2 separate regions of the Ovis aries genome follow, and region 2 is linked to region 1. A link is a contact called in public Hi-C data. All regions are on one chromosome and are shown on one strand. The core of a region is the stretch at or near the end of the contact, and the rest is flanking DNA. Distances in the headings are between cores, read along the strand shown. Region 1 overlaps RUNX1 (RUNX family transcription factor 1). Region 2 has its middle 120 kb from the start of SETD4.

Region 1 (3,493 bases), core at 699-3,198:
CGCACCAGCTCGCCCGGGTGGTCGGCCAGCACCTCCACCATGCTGCGGTCGCCGCTCCTCAGCTTGCCGGCTAGGGCGGCGCCGGCGTCCGGGGCGCCCAGCGGCAGCGCCTCGCTCATCTTGCCCGGGCTCAGCGCGGTGGAAGGCGGCGTGAAGCGGCGGCTCGTGCTGGCATCTACAGGGATACGCATCACAACAAGCCGATTGAGTTAGGACCCTGCAAACAGCTCCTAACAAACGGCGACAGGGGCGCGGATCTTCAGCAAGCAGCTCCCGGGAGACCAACATACAAGTTCAGGGACCTTTATTGCTGCAAGGTGGCTGGGGGAGAGGGGGAGACTAAGTTACGAACAGTCCAGGAAGGCTGAAAAAGTTCTAGTTCTGACAATCGGCCTCAGCTCAGACCCGGGCACCGACCGCTTAGTGCTTTGAAAAGTGGGCGACCAGAATCCAAAGTCAAGGGCCAAGGGACCCTATCTTCTGAGTTTTGCTTTGAGAGTTTGAAGGTTCAGTCTTTGGCTGTTACAGAAGTACCCGGAGGCAAAAATTCCCATACACTTCCTAAACTATTTATGCGGAGAGCAGAAGGACCAGCAAATATAGGATTTGGACGTTCCAGTAGTTAATTGCCTGTCAGTTCTTCTTTTTTTTCCCCCCAGGTGAGTTTTGTTTAAAGTCCAAACAACAGAAAATATACGAGTGTCTTCAAATACGGCGCCACTTTTTATTCATGCAAAACTGGCTTCGGTCCTCAAAAGCGAGAGCTGAGACTTCCAAAAGGTCCTGCTTCTAATGTATGTGCACATATATATAAACATATACATATGCTCTACTTCATAAAATATTTACAATACAATCTGTAGAGAAATTAAACACAACAGAAACCCATTAATGTTCGCTGCACGTTTTTGTTTTTTTTTTTTCTTCTCTAAGTAGCCTTGAGAATCAGCTTCAGTAGTTGAAGGGCTGGGCTAGAAGGACTTGTCATGTTTTCAATAAATTCTGGCAAAATGCTCAGTTCAGAAAATTCAAGCTTTATCAAAGAAAAAGCTGATCTTAAAAAAAAAAAATCCAAGTCGATGATATTCAGGGTTCAGCTCTCCACATTTGAGAACTCGGGTTTGGGGATGTTGGTTAAGTTTGTGGCTGATCCTGTGGTTTGGTGGGAGGTGAGCTGCAGCGGAGTCAGACGCACGCAGGCACGCACTCTTCGGGAGCCAGCCGCCGTCTACATCGACTCCGGTGAGTCAGCCCCGACTTGGGCAGTAGCGAGACGAGCTTCCTCCAACGTCGCCCCAGCGCCGGCCGGGTGAACTGCCCGGACGCGCCAATTTACCCACACACCGCGGAACCGCAGCAGGTGGAGCGGGCCCTGGCGAGAAAGGCTCCGCAGCGCAGATCGCAACAGACGGGGCGGCTCGAGTTACACAAGCACGCACACTCTGCCACGCACACGCGCCACTTCACCACTCGCCACGAAGCCCGGCGCACTCTCTCCCGCTGTTGTCAAAGGACACAACCGGAGAAAAGTTCACACCCAGGAAAGAAATGGAACCATCCAGCCAAGAAACCAGTTCATTCAAAAGTAGGAAAAGGCAAAAACAACAACAAAATCCTCCCCCACACACAATTCAAAATCGAAGTTCCAACGCGGTTCTATGAAAAACAGCAAAGACTGACTTTCTTCTGGCGTCCCCAGTATCCCCAGCAAGAGATGCCTGCCGGCTCAGGGCCGGGCAGCGTGGTGCCCTGGCTGGGTCCGGCCGCGGGGCGCTCGTCCCGCCTGCGCCCGCTGGCTCTATGAATGAGAGTGCCTGGAAATGAACGTGCTTTTACTGTAAGCCCGGCCCGAGGAATTCCATTCCCTCAGCTCGTTTGCATAGGGGCGGCTGCCGGCCAATCACAGGCCTTTCCGGTATCAGGCAGGGCGCGGCTCGGTGCCGCGGGCTCCTGGAATTGGCCCGCGCGCCCCCGCCGCCGCCGCGCGCTACTGTACGCGGCCAGGGTGGAGAGTCCACCGCCAGCCAGTGCGGAGGCCACGCCGCGCTCCCCGCATCCACATACCCGCACCCACACGCTCCTACATTCGCTCGAGACCGCCATTCCGGTGCGGACGGCGGCGGCTTTGCACACTCGTGGGCTTGCGCGGCCGGCAGTCAGTCAGCCCGCCCGCCCCGGGGGGCTGCCGTGAGCGGCCGCGCCAGGGGCGGCCGTGGTTCGGAGACCCAGGAGGTGGAGCAGAAGGCCGGTCGGCCTGGAGGGACTGGGGCCGCGCGCTGAGCCGCAAATGGTCCGGGATCAGAGTCTGTCGGAGAGAAGCATCCGCGAGCCATGGAGATAGATGAAGCGGCCGCCGCTAGGCTCCCGAGACCTGGGGGCCGGGGGGCCCCAAGGCCTCCACTTTCCCGGCATGGATGGGACTCGCCGCGAGGGGGCCGGGAAGGGCCGAGGGCCCAGCCCGGGGAGCCGCTCGGCGCCGGTTGGCAGCCGCGGCGAAGTGGCGCTGATTCCTTTACTGAGACCAGACGGTGGTCGGTCTCCACGACCTGCTTTTTGTGTTGAGTTTTCTTTCTGGGTTTGTTTTCTTGGTGTTTTACGCTGCGTCTTGACGCGGCGCGCCTCGCTCAGGTGGAGTTGAGCTTAGTGGCCAGCGAAGGAGTTCCGTAGTTCAGAAGCCGCCCCCCCCCCCCCCGCCCCAAGAACAAGCGACTGGAAAGAAACTGGAAAGCCTCCGGGCGGGGTTCCCCCGCGGGGCCCAGGTCGTTTGCGCCCCGCACCCACCTCCAGCTCCCCGGAAACGGCCCCTGGGTCCACTCCCCGCCCGCGCGCGCGCGCTCGTCAGCCGCCCCGGGAGCTGAAGCCACCCCGGCTCTGCGCGCGGGCGGGAACATGCTCCCCGCTCCCGTCCCAGCGGCGCCGCGGGCATTTTCGCGGAGCTTAGAGGGGCCCCGGTTCCCCCCGCCCCACGCCACCGCCCGGCCGCGGGGCTCTCCCAGCTACACTCCGCGAGGAGTCCACTGGGTCCCTCCCTCGGGGGGAGGGCGCTCATCCACTCTCCCCCTCGCCTGGCACGGAGCCCTCCACGTCGACTTCGCCCGCCCCCGCCCCCGGGTGAGGGACCCTCCCTTCCCACTCCCCGCCTTGGTTCCCCCTGCCGATGCGCGATTTGGGGGTGCCGGACCGCTGCCGCCGGCGCCGCCGCTCCGGCTTCCCCAGGGCTCCAGCGCCAAGGGGCCTGCCAGAGGCGGGGGCCGTGGCGGGCCAGGCCTCGGAGGCCTTTCCGGGCGCCGCGGCCGCTTCCCTCGCCCCAGGCCCTGAGAGGCCGGGCGGCTCGGCGCGGGCGCCAGGGGGCAGCAGGCGCCCGGCGGCCGGCCCGCGCGCCGGGGAACGCCCCCGACGGCGCGGCTGTAGCTCCGTCCTTCTGGCGGCCTTTGGGTCTCCGGTAGGAACTTCAGCTGGGGAAGAAGCGAAAGGAGAAACGGCGACCGGATCC
Region 2 (3,493 bases), core at 337-2,836, 1.1 Mb after region 1:
TGGGAAAAGAATTTGAAAAATAATGGATACTGGTATGAGTACAACTGAATCTCTTTGCTGTACACCTGTAACTAACACAGCATTGTTAGTCAACCACATTTCAATATGAAATCAAGAATTACATTAATTTTTTAAAATGCCAAACAAAAACAAACAAAACAATACTTATGTTCTCCATTTGAATTCCAATTACAGATACTTATACTCAGGAATTAATCAGAGATATGGAAAATGAGCGTATAACAATATTTATTTCAGCATCATTTCTGAAGTAAATTTGGAACAACCTAAGTGTCCACCAACAGGAAAATGATTAGACATGGTGAAGCACAGATGAAAGGGGAAATAATACATTGCCACTAAAAAATGGGTTTCTGAAGAGTAATCATATGGGGATATATTCATGACAATGTAATATGAAAAGGAGGATATAAAGTTATGAACACAATCTGATTTCAGTTTTGTCTCTAAAATAGTAAGGTTTCTTTTTTCCTTACTTTCCTGTTTTTTCCAAACTTTCTACAATGGAAATGTTATCACTTCCATAATGGAGGGGGTGGGGAATACATATTATTCAAAAGTGAAAGTGAAAGTGAAGTCGCTCAGTCCTGTCCGACTCTTTGTGACACCATGGACTGTAGCCTACCAGGCTTCTCCATCCATGGGATTTTCCAGGCGAGAATATTGGAGTGGGTTACCATTTCCTTCTCCAGGGGATCTTCCCGACCCAGGGATCGAACCCAGGTCTCCTGCATTGGAGGCAGGTACTTTAACCTCTGAAGGAGGGAAGCCAGGGAAGCCAAAGAGATGGATTTTTCCAAGAAAACGCTCCTGCTTTCAGTTCTACTGTCTTTACAACAGCCCAGCACGCGGATGGGAAAAGCGGCCACAGTGAAGGCTGCAATGACCACACCCTGCGGGCAGTTTCTTCCCAGGCCCCAGCAAAGCGTCTCAGTTTAATACTGTGTCTGCAACCCCTGGGGAAAACATTACACACAGACCAGGGAACCAGCCCAAGGAGAACTTTTCTGTCACTTCGATGATTCAAAGTTTGACCCCAAGGCAGCATTGGACTGGGTCCTGTCTATTCAACAACAGACGATCTGACCCCCCCTGTAATCACAGAAAAGCAGTTCAGCAGACGCACTATCCTCGGAAACAACAGGCTGGCCAAAAATGTGTGTTGACACAGAAAGTGCTATCCAAGTGTGTGTGTGTCTGTGTGTCTCTGTGTCTCTGTGTGTGTGTGTGTGTGTGTGTGTGTGTGTGTGTGTGTGTGGGCGCGCACTGGCCTGTGGGCAAGAGAGAAGGCTAGGGAAAGAGGGAAGGAAGGGGACAAAGCAGGGGAGTGTTCACACCATGACTAAGTCTGCGCCTGGCTAATTTCAAAATTCGCTGACTCTAAAATTTTCCTCGTATTTCCAGGAGAGGGAAGAACACATCTCTAATCCCGACTAAAGGAGAAGAGCGCCTTCTATTCCTTCTTCCAACAACTTGCTGCGAACACCACCAGCTTTGTCTGTGTACACAGTGTCTAGAGCACTTGAAACCGGTGCCCAGTGCAAAAGGAGAACTGAGCCCTTCTTTCAGCAAGGTTTCCTAGCCAAGGCTGCAGGCATTATCTGCAAGCGTTAATGAGGCTTGCCTATTACCGCAGGTCTAACACGGACATCGAGAGACATCTAGTGTTCAGTTGGGTGAAAAACTGGGCAACATACCGATCACAGAGACGAAGCAACGGGTCATCCACCTACAGTGTACTTTACGCAATAAATTAGAATTAAACATCTAATGCACACCAAGCTATATTTTGGGGAATACAAGGAACAAGACAAACAAAAAAAGAATTTTCCAATATTGGTATCATATTTGCATCAGGATTTTCCATAATTTGTAAATGTGTCTCATCAGAAAATGTCTTCCTTCTGCTGTCTTCTGTTTATTACAGGCAAAACAATGTCCCAGATTCAACACAATATGTCTATCAAAGAAGAGCCAAATTATTTGCTTTCTCCTGGTAAGACAATGATTTTCAAAAAGCTCTAGGAATAAAAGATTGTTCTGTTAGCAATTCCAAATACACAATCCTTGCAAACAAGCTGGTTTCTTTCTTTGATTTTTTAAAACAATTTCCCCATATTCCTTCTCCCAACACAGAGGACTGAACAGTATAGAAACAGTGCTTTAAGAGTGAGTTTATTTAAATTTTGTTCTGATAAGCTTAGAAATTAATTTCATCGCATGCTTTATGTTAATAGGCTCAAGCATTAGGCTCACAAACTAACCAAAAGAAAATATAAGACTAACATTCTGAATTTAGGTCTCTATAATACTATCAATGGTTTGTACACAGAAACTTTTCCATGCTAAGAATGCAAAGGTATGTGGGTGTCCATGTATGTGTTTAACCTTTAAATACCTCCCATCACTAAGAAATGTGGAAATTCTAAGCTCTTTGTCATCTTCAATTATATCATAATGTATTGCAAATATAAAATGGCACATTACAACTCACTCTATTATACATTTCTTTTCTTACAAGAGAAGGAAAATAGTTCAGTGTACTCTGTCCTGGGAGTGCTAGAGAGGTTTGCGAGCTATCTTAAGAAAGGTTGGTAGGTTTCTTCCAGGGTGAGCCAATGGCAGTCCAATCACCCGATCTCGTAAGACCCATATGAGTAAAAGCAACTCAACTTAGAGATAAACCTATTTAGGGGTTTTCTGAATAAGAAACACAGGATATGCCATTTATTTCTAAAGCAAAGACTAAGAAACATTGAATTCTTCTATAAATGCAATAAGTGAAAATAAGCTTCCGTTCTACATTATGTACATTTCAGGAAAATACATAGTGATGTGATGGGGAGGGAGTCTGGAAAAAAAGACAGATTATGAGACCAACCTGGGTCTTATCATTTGCCATTTGCCATTTGCCATGAAGGCAGAATGGCTTTCTTTGGGAAGAAAATCTCAACACTTTAGACTCAAAGGATGAGTAAATCTGGCCAAAATTTTTTAATTTAAAAATATTTTTTAACCATTGCCATTTGATATCTTTTTGTCCTCCCTCATTTCCTTCCCAAATCACCAGGGTGCCCCTTCATACAGCCCTCCCAAACCCCTCCAGCCCACAGTAGGGCATCCTTGGAGCTGGCTGAGCCTCTGTGACCTGCTTCATAGCCTTGCTTCTCTGTCCCAACAGACTGTGACTTTTCTTTACAGACCTGCAGATCCCTTGCATGGTTTTCATGGTTCAGTAAGTCACATCGGACTCTTTGCAGCCCCATGGACTGCAGCATGGCAGGCTTCCCTGTCTTTCACCATCTCCCAGAGTTTGCTCAAATTCATGTCCATTGAGTTGGTGATGCCATCCGACCATCTCATCCTCTGTCACCCTCCTCTCCTTTTGCCTTCAATCTGGCCCATCATCAGAGTTCTGTCCAAGCAGTCAGCTCTTCTCATCAGGTGGCCAAAGTATTGGAGCTTCAGCTTC

Evidence for each region. A called contact is a pair of places that touch in the nucleus more often than the background predicts.
Region 2: a contact with region 1 is called in a Hi-C map of tail adipose tissue, with 5 times the contacts expected there. The contact joins two enhancer-like sites. A contact is called at or near these places in 2 of 16 Hi-C or Micro-C datasets (hypothalamus and tail adipose tissue).

What each region holds. Positions count from the first base shown.
Region 1 is chr1:267,703,658-267,707,150 of ARS-UI_Ramb_v3.0, forward strand. RUNX1 (RUNX family transcription factor 1) reads right to left here. Exons shown (of 8, transcript XM_042238225.2): 4 at 1-175. Among named protein-coding and RNA genes, the nearest start is that of RUNX1, 170 kb to the right of the region's middle. Within about 2 kb of position 1,949, at least 38 of the 54 cell types and tissues checked have an H3K27ac peak or open chromatin away from gene starts, as enhancers often do. A contact at or near this core is called in tail adipose tissue, where this site is marked.
Region 2 is chr1:268,836,770-268,840,262 of ARS-UI_Ramb_v3.0, forward strand. No RefSeq gene overlaps it. Among named protein-coding and RNA genes, the nearest start is that of SETD4, 120 kb to the right of the region's middle. Within about 2 kb of position 1,587, at least 14 of the 54 cell types and tissues checked have an H3K27ac peak or open chromatin away from gene starts, as enhancers often do. A contact at or near this core is called in tail adipose tissue, where this site is marked.